Linked DNA regions of Hordeum vulgare: regions 2 and 3 are each linked to region 1. The links are chromatin contacts, called in public Hi-C maps. All regions are on one chromosome and are shown on one strand. The core of a region is the stretch at or near the end of the contact, and the rest is flanking DNA. Distances in the headings are between cores, read along the strand shown. Region 1 holds the start of LOC123427488 (protein indeterminate-domain 4, chloroplastic-like). Region 2 has its middle 95 kb from the start of LOC123430654. Region 3 has its middle 47 kb from the start of LOC123430654.

Region 1 (5,140 bases), core at 1,834-4,333:
ATGCATGCAGCGAGGCCTCGTCGATTCCACGTACGTTCTATCTAGGCATCGTAGCAGTAGAAATGCTGAAGAACACAGAAGCTGCTGGGTAGTGAGAGAAGTGGGTGGTTAATTACCGGGAGAAGAGGGTGCCGCAGTCGCAGCGGTACTCGCGGGTGCCGCAGATCTTGGAGTGCGCCTTCCAGTCGGACTGCACGGCGTAGCGCTTGGAGCACTTGTCGCACTTCCACTTCTTCTCGCCGTGCTTGCGGCAGAAGTGCTTCTTGATGCCGGTGAGGTCGCCCAGGGCGCGGGACGGGTCGTGGTGGACGCACGTCGGCTCCGGGCACAGGTACACGCGCCGGCGCTGCACCTGGTTCGGGTTCTTCTGCTTCAGCTTCCACGGCAGGTTGTGGCCGCGGCGGTGCAGCTGCAGGTTCTGCTCGCGCTGGAACCCCTTGTTGCACACCTCGCACACGAACCGGTTTGTCGCCATCAGCGTCTTAGGCGACAGCGCGATCACCTCCGCGTCTGGATCTGCAACCAATCAATTCATCATCAAACACAATGCATATATATATATATATATATACACAAATATGACAATTTGCTTTGCACACAAAAAAGGTATCCCAATTAATGAATCGATGCGTCATGCATAAGAGAATCAATAAAATGCCTGGAAATTAAGAATGGGTGGCTATATATTTAGGGCGTTCCATGCTTGGACAGGTAGGAGAAGATATATATGCTTCTACAAGAGCGGATATTTGAGCAAGGGTCTTATTAATTATATTATGTGCGAAATTTCTTTATTGTTGGAGTGTATTAATTTTCTTATCTGTTAGGCGCTCGTGCATCATCAAATTAAGAGCGCATAATGCTATTGGAGCTAGTAGAAATCATGGATTAATTGGAGAAGATATGGTTGCTTACTTCCCTGGGTGGGGGCCGGTGAGCTAGAGAGTAGAGACAAACTAGGCCATGGAGAAGAGAATATTTGCATGAGATTTTGGGGAAGAAAGAAGTTTGCAGGAAGTGATATAGAGAACAAAGGAATTGTCATGGATTGTGCCTTCGCTCCTGCTTGCACCTCATAATTGGGGAAAAGAATTGAATGAGCTCCAGTGGAGAGGATGACAGCTCATGTAACATGGAATCTTGGAACGAGAAAAGTAAATAAAAACTTGATATTTTTCCTCCAAAATATATCCAACTAGAATAAATAAAAACTACTAGAAACAAATCGTGTTAGGAATTCTGGAACCGACTGATCTGATGAGAACATGAGACTTTGGAAGAAGAAGAAACGGCCTGAGACAAGGAGAAGTCTACTCTAGAGCCACGAGTAAAGTACCCTAGTTCCTGTTCGTCACCTGAATTAATTGTCCTCCTTTCAGGTGATATAGTACAGAGCTTTAAATGAAGTCGTATTGATTAGCATGGAGCGAATTGAAGGTCAAATTCTTCTTGGAGGCTACAGCTAACTTCGAATTGAAGTAGACCCAGAGTATAGGGGAACGGATCCAGTGAACCAGGGATCCATGAGAAATTGAGGAGCTGATAGTAGTAAAAGAGTACAAGCTGGGAAATTAGGGAGTGAAATTAAGGCGCGTGTAGTAGCAAGAACAGACTGTCGCTCAATTACACACACGTCAGTTACTTACCAAAAAAAAACGTGCAATTCTCTCCGGCGTGAGGACCGGCAGTATACCAAGTATTTATTTACTCCGAAGCAAGAACCCAAAGAAAGAAGTAACTGAGTAAAAGGAGTAGAAGATACTAAAAACTGGAGAGAGAGAGAGAAAACCCAGTGTGCGCATGTGAGAGAAGATGCTTGCACTGTCAGGAACCAAACGATAAGACTCCAATCAGTCCAGACAAGACCTTGCAGTTAGCATGCATGACTGAAAATATTAACCAGGGTCCACGATTGGATTACCAGGTAGAGTCCTCTTCTTCTTGGCCGGTGGCGCCGCCGCCGGAGCGCCTTGGCTTGACGCCGCAGGCGCCGCGTTACCCGCGCCGGACAGTGCCACCGCTGCCAGCTGGTGCTGCTGGTGCTGCTGGTGCTGCTGCTGTGATATCAGCGGCTTCATCTGGTCTTGCTGGTCCCCATCCCTCATCCCGAAGAACGCCGCCGCAGCCGCTGCCGATGAATTCGATGCCATCGCCTCCCAACCTAGGTCCTCGCACCAACTCCGGATTGTTCAGGGATTGGCAGTGCTCCTTCTTCTTCCCCCTTCGCTGAAACAAGCAAAGATTTTCCATGTGAGACGTCGCAATTAAGAGAGTAAAAACTGACACTGCACAGCAAATACAAGCAAGCGACCATGGGAGGGAGAGAGAAAGAGATCTGGAAGACTCTTGTTCCCCGACGCCCGAGCTAGGTACAAATTAAGGAGGAGAACGACGACGAAAGAAGAGAACTGGGACTGGGAAGGAGCAGATGGAAAGGCCCCAAAATTCCCTGAGCGCGTGATGGCTAATACCTATCTCATATGTATGCGCTGCGTCCCCTTGGAACCGATCTGAAACAACAAACAAATCGACAAGGAGCCGAGAAAAACTCCAAGGCCTCGGCCGCTTAGGACCCTTCCGAGATTAACAAAAGAACAAAGTGGACAGGGAAATCCAAACAAACAAACAGTTGCACTCAAAACAAAGTAAAAAAAAAGAGAAGGCATACGAACAAAAGCTCGCAAACACCCACACCCACAGAACTCACATACATACAGATATTTAAAAATTCTGAAAGGAACACAACAAGGAGCTAGAGAGGAGGAAAAAAACATGGGATACCTCACTCCCTCCCTGCTAGCTTCTTCTTCTCCTGCCTTGCTGCTCCTTGTTGGCACTGAGGGGATAGAAGTGGAGGAGAGGGGACGGAGGAGAGGGCCGGGGAGGAGGCTAAGAGGGTTGTTGTCTCATTTCTTTCATCTCCCTGTCATACCTTTCTTTCTCTATATCTATCTATCTCTTCCCTTCCACGCTCTTATATGCCCCCCTCTTGCTCTCTATAAATTAATTGCTGAATTTTTGCCTCTGCTCTTTCCCAGGCGGATGCACACCATGGAAATATATAAAAGATGGGGATTATATATACAGGCCGGAGCAGGAGAAAGGGGGAGAGGAAAGGGAGAGGGGATGGGGGGAGCGGGCGGGCGGGGGCAAGCTCACGCAGCCCACCGGTGTCGTGGGGCGTCCGAGGGTTGGGCCCACCGACTGCTGCGTGGGGCTTGCCTCTCGCCATCTCACACGCGCGCGCAAGCCTTTTCTTTTCCCCTTGGGTTAAGTTTTGGTATTTTTAGGGGTTTATTATTATTTTTATTATTATTATGCGATTGCAGCCGTGCGCTTGTGTTTCGTGCCTTGCTAGCACGTTACAGATTAAAAGCATGGCTTTGGATCCCCCTGTTCACCTAACTTCTGTTAGACTGTTTTAACCTTTTTTTTTGTGCTAGTTTGCACGCATGTATTTGGCCAGGTTGTGCAACAAACATCACCCTGTTAATTTGTCATCATTTGTGCGTATCACATTCTCCATCTGAACGTTTATGAGTAATCCACAAACATATAAACGAGGAAGCCACAAACATATAAATGTGCACAGTTCAATCGTTAGATATTGAATGTAGGGGCAAGAGGAAACCTGGTATAAAAATGGTGTACCAACCATCCCGTATTTCCGATGAATTACAGCAAACCGGCATTTGAACTTTTTGTTGCGCTATCTGTGATACAAAAATCGAAGTACCGACCATCCCGTATTTCTGACGAATTACCTGTAAACTAAAAAAACTAATTCACTAAGAGCAAATAGTGGGTTTGAATAACTCTTACCTTTTTTATCCTCATATTCCACATATGAACGTTTATGATAAGGTAAGAGGCGACATGTTAAAAGGGTTCATTAATGTTACATTGGTATATAAAAAATGAAGACTGTTTCCCCACACACCAAAAAACCGTTGTGGCGACCATTATTGTAAACAAGAACACTATATTCTAGGAGCGAACACATCAACTCACCATCGATTGAGGAATGACCTTATGGAGAGCAACCGAGAAGGTAATTTTTGTGCCACACATCACCATGGAGGATCTCGAGGTTCATGTCCCACATGTGCCCCCCTCGCATCCTTTCGTATGCCTCTCCCCATGACGCCACCCCCGCCCATTCTTCTCAAACATATCGATATCGTTCCGTTGTTTCAATTCCGTTGATCGAGTGTGTCTCTCAGTGCTTCTCGGGGCTGAAGATGAGGTGGAAGCAACTTGGGAGGACCACCCAAGGGCGGTGGCGGGAAGGGATGTGGAGAAGCTAGACCAACTCTTCGAGTTCTACAATAGGTTCACCAACGTAAGCGAAATTCATCGGAGATCGATGAAGGTGGTGCTCAGAATAACGAAATAAAAGAGATATCCGATGGCGGGAGACGGTGCCTACACCATCAAGATCTTGTATCGGGCCATGAGGGAAGGAACCTCTACAAATACGAGACAGGGCAGCCCTGGCGCAAATTCTGGTTACAGGAGTTGGCGCCGCCCGACCCACAGAAGGTGGCGGATGGAGTGGTGATGGTGATGCTGGTTCCAGGTACGCACGAGATCTCAGTTGTGTTGTAGGGGGTCAGAGGAATGGTGCGGGAACCTTGGAGGCCAGAGGGCGGATCCCAGCTTCCACCGCTTCCCCACGTTCCAGCGTTGTTCGGACAGGTTCCACGCAATGGCGAGATCTACTCAATACATTTAGTCCACACCCCGGATGGTAGCCCATTTTGGTTCCTCGCTGGGGAGGAGTCTGACAAAGGGCAGATCGGCGGGAACACATCTTCATCAGGTTCTTGTAATTCTCTACCCCGGCCAAGTATCTTCTATTTGTGGAAAGATCATAGGCATGGTAGGAGGATTTTCACTTCTTGCTCCATTTCTCATGTGAGTACCATTACATGATAATGGTAGGATTGATAATGCAAGTTCTTCGAATTGGGGAGCAATTAGAAACTATTGACTGATCCCTGAACAACATGGGGTTGCGAGTAGTAAAATATTTATTTGCAAGATGCAATTAGACCCATGTCGTAGGATTTCGCCCATTGAATTTGAATTAGTTGATATGGTTCAAATCATGATTTCTCACCTGATTTTGCCGATAAGG
Region 2 (5,140 bases), core at 1,249-3,748, 190 kb after region 1:
TGTAAAACTGCGGCAAAGAGCTCCTTCCTTCGGTCCGGCGGCCACCGCTCCTTCCTCCAGCCGGCCGTGTCGGCCAGGCCGGCCGCGTCTAACCCCGTCGGATGCGCCCCGTCGCCCGTCGGCCGCGCCACGTCACCCTCGTCCATGCCCCGTCGCCCGTCGGTCGCGCCACGTCGCCCTCGTCCATGCCCCGTCGCCCATCGGCCACGACCCGTCCCTGTCGATCGCGCCACATCACCACGCCGGCCGCGCCTAGCCTCGCCAGCCACGCCTTGTCGCCCGCCGGCCATGCCCCGTCGCCTCCATCGTTAGCGACTTGCTCTGTTGCCACCCGTGTCGGCCGAGCCATGCCCCTTTGCCTGCCGTGTTGAGAGGATTCCGGCGGCCAGGCTGAGTTCATGGGAGGCCATGGCGAGGTCGACCTCATCCAATTCAAACCGACGGTGATCGATTGCGATGTCCAGCGGCCTTTTCCGGTGTGTGGTGATGAATTCCGCCAAGTTTAGAGCGGATTCCGGCAAACTCCGTCGCGGCATGTTTGGTACAACGAGGTTTGAATGTTATACGGCCCCCCTTAGAATTGGCCTTCCAACCTTCAAAAATAAGGATTTCGGATGTGGCTTTTCCGTGCCTCTTAAAAAATTAACAGGTTGGATCACTTTTACGGTTTCTGTTCTACACACTTTTTGCGACCAAAAGTGTAAAACACAAAATTTTGCGGGTTTGACCATTCATACGGGTCTGCTAAAGATGCTCTTACAAGGATCCGGCGTGCATGCCCAGGTGAGCCGCATTGATACTCCCTTTTTTTTTTACTCGGCATATTAGCTTTGTGTTGAGTCAAACCTTTTCAAATGAACATTCACAATGTCAAATCAATATCATTGAAGTCGTCCTTATTGATCAAACTTTATAGAGTTGGCCTTAGGTCAAGGCTAATAGGGGAAGTAAATAAAAACCGAGGGTGTACACGAGTACACAGTATGCACAATGTTCACGCAATGAACCTATTGCTGCCGTAACGTGGCACGGCATCACGGGCTCACAGCTGAGTGACACGCCTAGAGCTGCCTGCGAATTACCGCCAACTGCTAGCTAGCCCAAGTAGGAGTAGTATGTACAGCACTCCCAGAGGCACATGCATGAGCTATGGGCGGACACACAGTACAGCTTACACAGGCTCGCGCGGATCCTGGCACAGTACGTTAACGAGGGCAGGACAAGTCGATCCCGACCCAAGCTAGCCATGCATCCCGAAAGCAGATCCATCATCAGATTGCGCGCAGAGACATGTAGCATGCTGGCACTGCCACGGCAAGTCACATGTGTGTACACACCCACGCACGAGACCCGATCTACTCCTCCTAGTAAGCAGCATCGCTCCTCGCCATGCACAGTGCCACCGTTCCGGCAGGCATCCCCATGGACCATCTACTCTATCACTCATTCATTCATGCATGCATCGAGCGGTGGGAACCGGGCAGCGTCGTCGCGTTGCCCACCCGCTGCAGCGTGTTGGCAATTGATGGCTGTCCCCTAGCGACGTACGCCCCGCCCGCCTTCTTGCCAATGCCAGGACCATCGCGCCTCGCGCGCGCACGTACGTGACACCCCCCCGTATGTTACGTACCACCACCAGTGTAAAAACCCGTGGTAGCTAGTGTCCCAAGGACAGCCCCCCTGGGCGCCGCACCTGACGGGTCGCGGAACAGTTCCCTCCTCGGGCGGTACCGCCGCTTACGCTTAGCTCAGACATACAGCGGAGCGTACCACGGGTACGTGCTAGGGCGCGCGCGCTCGCTCGCCCTGATTGATTTGTTGTCCCGTCTGCGTCTGGTCGGCCGGAGGAGCTCGGGCGCGCGCGTACTTTGGGTCACTGTGCCGCGGGGCATGCACGCAGCTGCAGTGCAGCAGCGCCGGCCGGCCGGCCGCGAGGCGCCCAGATTTGGATCGCTTGCTGTTTGGCGCTGTAGCGTGGCCGTAAGACCTGAGATGATGGGATGGGCGGTGTAACTCCGTAACTAATTAAGCATGTGGGCATGCACGGACTGTTTACCGTTGGATGGATCGGGAGCATGCATGCATGCGCGTTCTGTGGATTTATATGGTCGATGGCCGACTCGCCGTGGGGACGGACTAATATTCGATCAATCATGCATGCGTGCATGCGTGTTCAACGTAGTGAAGACGGTGCTTAAGATTTCATCATGATGGCACCTAGGACTCGCATGCATGCGACGCAATAACTAACCCGGTCGGCGCCCTGGACCAACAAGCGGATCACGTGTAGGAACGATCAGGACAAGGTGCAGTAACAGCCCTTGCTCCCAACTCGTCCTAGAGCGCATGCAGGAGGGAGGGATCGAGGCGCGCGGTAGAAGGAGAGCTACTAGCTTAATTGCATGTACGTACACGCGCGGGCGATAGGGTAGCATAGCATGCAAATGCAATGCAATGCATGCACGGACGCACGCACATGAAGTAGAGTAGAAGAGGATGGGACGTCCTTCTCGCCCTCGGGTTGTTGCTGTGGACTCCTCCGACACCCGACGTACTGCAGCCAGGCTGCCCCCACCGCCTCCCTCTGTTGCCTTGTGAGCACTCGCTGTTCGGGGCCAGTCGGTGTCCATGATTCTGCCGGTGGTCTCTACAGCTGCTTTCTTTCACCTACGTACCAGAACGCGACGCAGTTTGTTCTGCTCAAAGTTTTTTTGTTTCCACTTGAACCATGCACCATGCAGTTAAAGGTGCTGATTGGTGATGTAGTACTTTGCAGAAATGATGAGATAGAAAGGGGTTAAGAAAGGCCGGGGCCTCCTTTCTCCTCCCGTGACTGGATGGTCCTTCCAGGGTTTCAGAGCCCTGTCTCTCTCTCTCCCCCCCTCCCACGAATCCACTTTTCTTCCCAGCGACAATGCTCGTGTTTTGATCTTTTTAGTGAAGTAATCGAGATCTGATGATCATTTATAAATTTTTTGGAATCTGATCCATTTTTTATCGATTCTTTTTTTATCATTAGAAACCTTGACGGTAGGTTGTTATATCGTACCGTCATAGATGCTGACGGTAGCATATAGTATAACCCTATCGTTAAGGTACTTGATGGTAGGATGCGTACGCTGCACACTATGTTTGAAACTTAAAAATTTATAGGATAAGGCATGCAACCTTATCATTATAGACATCGATGGTAGGTTGTTATCGTAGTTTTAAATAGCCCGTTATAGCCCCGCTATAGCCTTTTCAGCAGGGTGCCGCTAAATGGTATCATGTACAAATATGCCGCTATAGCTCCGCTATAGCTGATTTAGAGGCTCGCCGCTATTTGTCGTAGCCCGCTATTTAAAACTATGGTTGTTATATCCTCTCATCGTTGGGTCCCGGCGGTGGAAACTAGATCAGACCGAGAAATTTTTGTAAACGACTTCATTAAAATGGTCAAAACAGGAAATTTAGCCGGCGAGCATACCGAGAGAAAGGGGGACTACGGTGCTGCAACACTGCCTATCTACGGCTGCAGCCTGCAGCAGCGCGTGCAGGTGCAGTGCCATATGACTTGTGTCAACAAGTCTAAGACACAGTGGGAAGAGGCATCGGAGGAGACATTCAAAAGCAACTTCTGCTTCTGCCTCTGCGCGCCTTGCATCCCGACATCATATGCATGGCCGGCCCTTGTTCCGAAACCGAGCCAACAGGTTAAAAAGCATGAGCCTGGCGTTTTATCGCTATATATGCAGAGCCCGCATGCTGCATGCACGCCTGGGTCCGGCCGCCGCTGGCGGTAGATCCGTCGAGGCCTTACGTGCTTGTCCACACCCTCTTGGAGCCATTCTTTTGTCACGTATACATACATATGCAGCAAAACGATCGATCGATGGGCCTAAGAGATGGATATATATAATTGGACACGTACGTAACGCAAGCGCGTGTTGTGGTCGTACTTGTACGTGCGGTCGCATGCACGCAGGAGGAGGCAGAGGCGATGCATGATTTTGTCTTTCTGAAGCATCTGAACCCTGAAAAGGCCGGCCTTTTTTTGTGCACCATCATACGCCGAAAAGAAAGCTGACATGCTTCATATTTTTCAACTTATTTGCACTACGTGTGGCATGCATATAACAGGAAATGTGTACCTGGCTACTCGTGCAGATCTAAGGGCGGTTTCAAATCACACCGGCAGATCATACGCTTTGAGATTAGGGCTTCTCATTCCCTTTCAGTACTCTTATGGAAAATATGACGTCCCGGGAGCAGTAACTTTATTCATGTATGTGCGGGTATATATGACCATGTCGGTCGAACGGCCGTGCTGTAGGTATAGGCAGTTGTGATGTCGGTTTTTATCTGGTTTTTCCTTAACTCATCGTGCAATCTTTCTAGACTCTCTTCCACGTAATCAATAGAAATACAGAATAAACTACTCCCTCCGTTCCTAAATATAAGACATTTTAAAGATTGTACTATAAACTACATACGGATGTACATAGACATATTTTAGAGTATAGATTCACTTATTTTGCTCCGTATGTAGTCTTCTAATAAAATCCCTAAAAGGTCTTATATTTTGGAACGGAGGGAGTAGATAGTACGTACCGCACATGTTGATAGTTTTATTTTTAGGAAATCCTCACGTTGATAGTTTATACTAGTTGTAATAAATTTCAATAATACAACAAGTTTTGCCCAGCTCCAGTGAGGGAACGATGATGACGGCGGCATGTCTTCAACTCGCTTCAGTGCTTTTAATCGTCGTGAACTAGTCTACGGATATGCATGTAATTTATTATTTTTTATGTTCGTTCTACTATCATGATTGAAGATGAATATATCGAAAATTTCCTCCCAAAAAAATCAATAAATTTTAGTTTTATGGCACATGCATGTTTTCATTAATAATATTACAATAAAAAATACATCTGGTTTTGATTATTGTATATGTGTAAAATTTCTTGATTATAAGTAGGATAATAGGAGTATGATGAGAATTCCCATGCAATGTTCCGTGTTGAGATTGGCCTTTTTTCATGCATGATTGTATATTAACAAAAATATTTACCGGTAATCGCCTATTTAGTTATATATGATTGAGCATTTCGACTTTGTTCAACAAAAATATTAGCTTCGTTTATCTATAGCATAT
Region 3 (5,140 bases), core at 792-3,291, 140 kb after region 1:
ATTTAGTATAGCTAGGGGCCATTACTGATGTTCGTCCATGTAATCGAATAGACGGGCTCTAGTCCCGATAATTCAGATCTCCATATAATTGTATATATATGCTCGCTTGTAAGATAAGTTAATCTTATATATATATGCATAATTATTTCTATTTAAATTATATGAAAACTAATTCCCGAACACCAAACGAGGCATCACGCTAATCTCCCGAACACCTAAACCCTAAAACCCTAAAACCCAAAAATAATTTCATTAAAAAAAACCCAAAAAATAAGCAAAATCTGAAACTCTTTAGTCCCGGTCCGTGTAACGAGCCGGGACTAAAGGGCCTGCCCCTGGGGCGCTACGAGGCGCCCACGTGGAGCACCTTTAGTCCCGGCTTGTAACAGGGCCGGGACTAAAGGTTAGGCCTTTAGTCCCGCCCTTTAGTCCCGGTTGATGAATCGGGACTAAAACCCCTTACGGGTCGGGGCTCCCTACTAGTGCTCGTGTACAAGATAAATAATACATTATTTAAATCTATCCGATTTTTATCTACATATCTCTATCTTCAAACCCAATATATGTTGTAAGAATGGAGCCACCATTCCTCCTCGATCGCTCGTTAAACCACACGCCATACAGGATAAATCGTCATTGTCGAGTATTTGCCGGCCTACCGAGTGTATATCCACGGACACTTGGCATGGAGATTGTTTGTCACGTGTTCTATACAAAAAACCTCGGCAAACAAAAATTACTTGGTAATGTGGGGTTTTTGTTGAGTGTCCTGAAAACACTAACACAAAGAAAACACTCGGCAAAGGAATCATGAGACCCTCATCAAACACAAAAAGCTCGGCAATGCCCAGGCCACGTGTTCCTTCACATCTTGTTGAACAGCTACGTGACATTCATTGTTTATGGAATACTTCCTTCGTCCTAAAATAAGTGTCTCAATTTTATACTAGCTCTAATACAAAATTGTACTAAGCTCGAAACATTTATTTGAAATGGAGGAAGCATCTACTAACACACACTTGGCTATCCTTTTGCGTTTCATTTTTACTAAATGCAGTAACCCTTTGCTGAGTGTGCCTTAATTAGGATGAACACTCGGCTTACACTTTTGCAAATAAAATAAAATGTTGGGAACGTTTGCTGAGTACCCGTTATTGAACACTGGACACTCTACATTTTTCCTTTACTGGGTGAAGGGGGCCGTGTATAGTTGTTCTGTGTGTAATTTCCACATTTTAGGACAGAGATACCTACACAGACTAGCTTGGAGCCGTAGTATGAAGGTTAGATACATGGAAATTATTTGACCAGAAGATCCAGTAACTACAGAAGCCTAGAAGATCTAGTAACTACAGAAGCTTCCAAAAGACTAAATATAGAAAATTTGTTAATTAACATATCTGTTCAGGGTGTCCAGAAACGAAAAAGATATATACAACTTGCCTTTCTTTACAGCGTATGAACTAGTCCAACCGGGCAGGTTACGTAAGAAATGAGTGATGAAAGATCCACATCGAGAGAGACAGAGAGAGAAGGCTATTGTAGACTTGTGACCTATACTGTACCCGCGTAGTACAGTAGACGCCATGGTCCCGTCCGTGTCTCTCCCCCCTTTCTCTCCCTGTGCGTGAGATGTCAGCCTCATGGCCTGCAACATATCCCGGAGTTATTCTCGGGCATTCTTCTTAGGGCTCGAATCCATGGCCGGCCTCGCAGCCGGAGAATGGAATAATGAAGGGATAGGAACCTTTGTTTCCTCTTTTAGCTAGAGCGGGAGCTTGCAGGCCAAGACATGCAGAGGGAAGGCAGGCAGCAGGCTTCATCAGTGCTTCTCCATGGACGCACGTCACCGGCCTTCTCCGCCGAGCTCGCGACGCGACACGCACGCACGCATCATGTATCCTGGAATGAGAGTAGAAAACGGTCAAGCAGGCATGATTCCATTCCTAGCTGGTCCTCTCGCTTGTTTCTTCCTCCTCCACGCCTCATTACGTATAGCTAGCCGTGTGAATGTACTGAGTACTACTACTATACTCCCTGCTGCTGCTGATGGTGCGTTTGTTTCGACGGGTCGCGTCCTAGCTAGCTTGCTAGCTGCTGCCAAAGCAGATGACAGTGTCGTTGTCGAGGTACAGCTCGCCTGAAAAGCATGTGATGAGAGGATATGCGCAAGAAATCCTAGGGTTTCTTGGTATTTCTTCTCACGAAACAATCCATGGATAAATGCTAGCTAGCTGCATTGCGAGAAATCTGAAATCTTTGATAGTAGCAGCTGCCTTAACGTGCGGGCTGTCAAGAGCTGACGACGCAGGATAGGTCTCCGCGGAAGCTATTCTGGCAACAGAGGTGTGCTCGCGTTTCGTATGGCAACTTCTTTGTCACACCTCACAAGTACAGTCATTAGATGAGACACGTACGGGACACATTTGGACAGCGAGCGGCTTCTCAGCCGACCTCCCGTTTCTGCTCCACTACCGCTAGTACTGCCTTGCCCAGCTATCTGTTCACATCTTCAGATTCAGCGCCATCTACCACCTAATAATAGCTAATATATAGAACCTGAAGTCATGTTGTCAAAAGGAATTCGTGGTTCCTCGCTCCACGATTTGACAACCTGCAGGAGGGCGAAATATTGCGATCGATTCTGACTTGTAATCAGTCCGCCCCTGTCAAAACTGTACTTGCCGTGGCAACGCGGAAAGCTCGGCAAGACCCGTTTCTGAGCCGTCTTCTTTTCTTACCACATGACATGACGATGCAGAGCAGCAAATTCTACAGGAAGAGGAGCACTTCATTCTTACGATATTATGTGTGTGTGCAAGCCGGAGACGGATCGATGTGCTATATCTGCGCGCGGAATTCGTGTGGAAAATTGTGTCTGCGCTCGATCCAAAGACCAAACGGGATACAATTGGTTATCGCAGCCAAGATTATCATCATCATCGTCACATGAGAAGTTTTCTCTATATATGCATCCCTGAAAACGACTCTGGGGCTGTGAGTCTCCGGCCGTCGCCGACCGATCAAATCATGACGGGTTCTGATGAGATTCCGTCACTGGAACAGCGGATTAAGGGTCCACGCGGGCGTGGATGCACGACAGGATGGTTAGAACGATGAGTTTGTTTATTCTCTTGGGCCAGCTGGGGCAGGCAGGGTGCTGCCAATCTACGGAATGTAGTGGTTGGCCGGGTCTCTTTTCTATATGAATAGCTTCTACGGGGGGGAAGCACCAGTGCTAATAAGTGAGGATGATCCTTTTTGTATGCACATGAGAATGAGATCCCAATCAAAGTTACGAGTAAGAAAGAATGAAGTTTCAATCGATCATTCGTTCACTAGTTCGATACACATATAGTCGGTCTCAGGACCTACTCACCTGGATTTTAGGTTTTTTGTTTATAGGTCTAATTCAAAATCTCTCTAGCAAAACCATTTTTAAAACAACCCCCCACTCTTAAACCCAGTCAAAAGGCCACTTGCTGATTTGTGTCTGGTTTTGGCCTACGTGGCCCGCATCAGCAACGGAACTTCATGCTGTTCAGGAAAATCTGGAAAACATATTTTAAAAAAAAGGAAAATCTGGAAAACATTACATGAAATCAGGTATACTTCTTTCAGTCTAGTGTGTCAGACTTCAGCTAGATTTACTTCTTGTAACATAGTCCATGAATTTATACATGAGATAATAGAACACTACTAGTTTTAGACTAGTCATTGTGGAAAGTAAATTAGCTACTAACATGCATATGTTTGTAGTCTACATTACTATCTCTCCATAGTCTCTCTCGAAATAGGGTTTCCCCCCACTTTGTAGTACAAAGCAACCATCACTGATACAACCAACGATAGGTGATGGAATGAAAGCAGCACAAACACGCCCAAAAAAAAATGAACGAGAAATTACGAAAAAAATGCTGACAAGGGTGGATCGACAAAAATGAAGAAACATCGCGACTGTTGTGCCCACCATGGATCTTCCACCAAGCTCCTAGACTCCAAGGCGACGGTACCAATCAATACCTCCAAATAGGGATGCGACGATGACAACACTGTTGTTAATGGTTTCCCCTGGTACGCGGCGAGGGGAGAGGAAGGATAGCCCCCGACAGCGTCGGTGTCAGCTAGGCCGATAGGGATTTCTCCTGATCCCAGCCTTCACCTCGGGCGCTCCAGAGCTCTCCCCCAAACAATCCACCACCCTGCGCCAACACGGTCTTGAAGCTTCCAACACCGCCTCACCATGGCACCACACAAGGGGGCCTACACAACAAAAAAGAGGAGCTGGGACTAGGGACAGCAACACTGTTGGCACGCTGGAGGGCCCAGTTAACCTCCACCGTCAATGATGGTAATCGATCGGGCGTGACAACACGAGCATACTAGGTCCATGTGCCCACAAGCCGGCCGAGCTCTCAGATGCCCGCAAAGCTCCTGCCGCCGTGCTGCAGAAGGCACGCCATTAGTGTCGCCATCCCCCGTCCGAGCTGCTCCACCTCCTCACCATGCAGAAGACATCAAAGCCGCGCTAGTGGCCTGCCCGCTAGTACCTAGATGTGGCCCATAGGGGCCAGATCTGGGCCAAGGGCACGCCGCCGACCACCCCACGCCACCACGCCGCCCCGTCGCCAAGGAGCAGCACCGCCACCACTCTCGCCGTCGGGTCGCTGAGCCGCTGCCAAGCCGAGCAGCATAGCTGATGTCCCAAGGGAGACGAACGCGTGGGTACAGGAGGTCTCGCCGCCGCCGGCACCACCCGGGCCAGCGTCGGGGGCGCCCGTTGGTGGCGACAGGAGGGAAAGGGGGGGAGGACACCCAAGAGAGAGGGACGTGCGCCACCCCGTCCACCTCCCGGGGAGGCGGTTCAAGGGCGGATCCGAGATGGGGAAGAAGGGGCAGGACTGTACGTGGCGACCGATGGCCGGCGGCGACAGGAGGCGGTTAGGGGAGGAACCCTTTGTAGGCGAGTTTTTGGGGAGTAACATATGGGTGTTGTCATGCAACACTTTATTTATAAGGTTATATACTCATCTTATCTTGGTAAGTGTGATGTTACTCATATCTCTCCCTAATAATAAAGCACGCAGTGCTTCTTCCGTCCATCATGGTCGTTTTGCAGAAAACCCCCTGAAGTTTCCCA

What was found. Hi-C and Micro-C count contacts between places; a contact is called where the count stands out from the background.
Region 2: a contact with region 1 is called in a Hi-C map of seedling, with 1.9 times the contacts expected there. The contact joins the enhancer-like site here to the promoter of LOC123427488 in region 1. A contact is called at or near these places in 3 of 6 Hi-C or Micro-C datasets (leaf and seedling) and 1 of 1 datasets of contacts at active chromatin or transcription factors (embryo).
Region 3: a Hi-C map of seedling shows a contact between it and region 1, with 2.4 times the contacts expected there. The contact joins the enhancer-like site here to the promoter of LOC123427488 in region 1. A contact is called at or near these places in 1 of 6 Hi-C or Micro-C datasets (seedling) and 1 of 1 datasets of contacts at active chromatin or transcription factors (embryo).

Annotation. Positions count from the first base shown.
Region 1 is chr2H:588,337,072-588,342,211 of MorexV3_pseudomolecules_assembly, forward strand. LOC123427488 (protein indeterminate-domain 4, chloroplastic-like) reads right to left here and starts at 3,084. Exons shown (of 4, transcript XM_045111548.1): 1 at 2,782-3,084; 2 at 1,922-2,226; 3 at 117-516. The coding sequence starts at 2,150.
Region 2 is chr2H:588,530,668-588,535,807 of MorexV3_pseudomolecules_assembly, forward strand. No RefSeq gene overlaps it. Among protein-coding and RNA genes, the nearest start is that of LOC123430654, 95 kb to the left of the region's middle. Within about 2 kb of position 2,499, at least 2 of the 3 cell types and tissues checked have open chromatin away from gene starts, as enhancers often do. A contact at or near this core is called in seedling, where this site is marked.
Region 3 is chr2H:588,482,515-588,487,654 of MorexV3_pseudomolecules_assembly, forward strand. No RefSeq gene overlaps it. Among protein-coding and RNA genes, the nearest start is that of LOC123430654, 47 kb to the left of the region's middle. Within about 2 kb of position 2,042, at least 3 of the 3 cell types and tissues checked have open chromatin away from gene starts, as enhancers often do. A contact at or near this core is called in seedling, where this site is marked.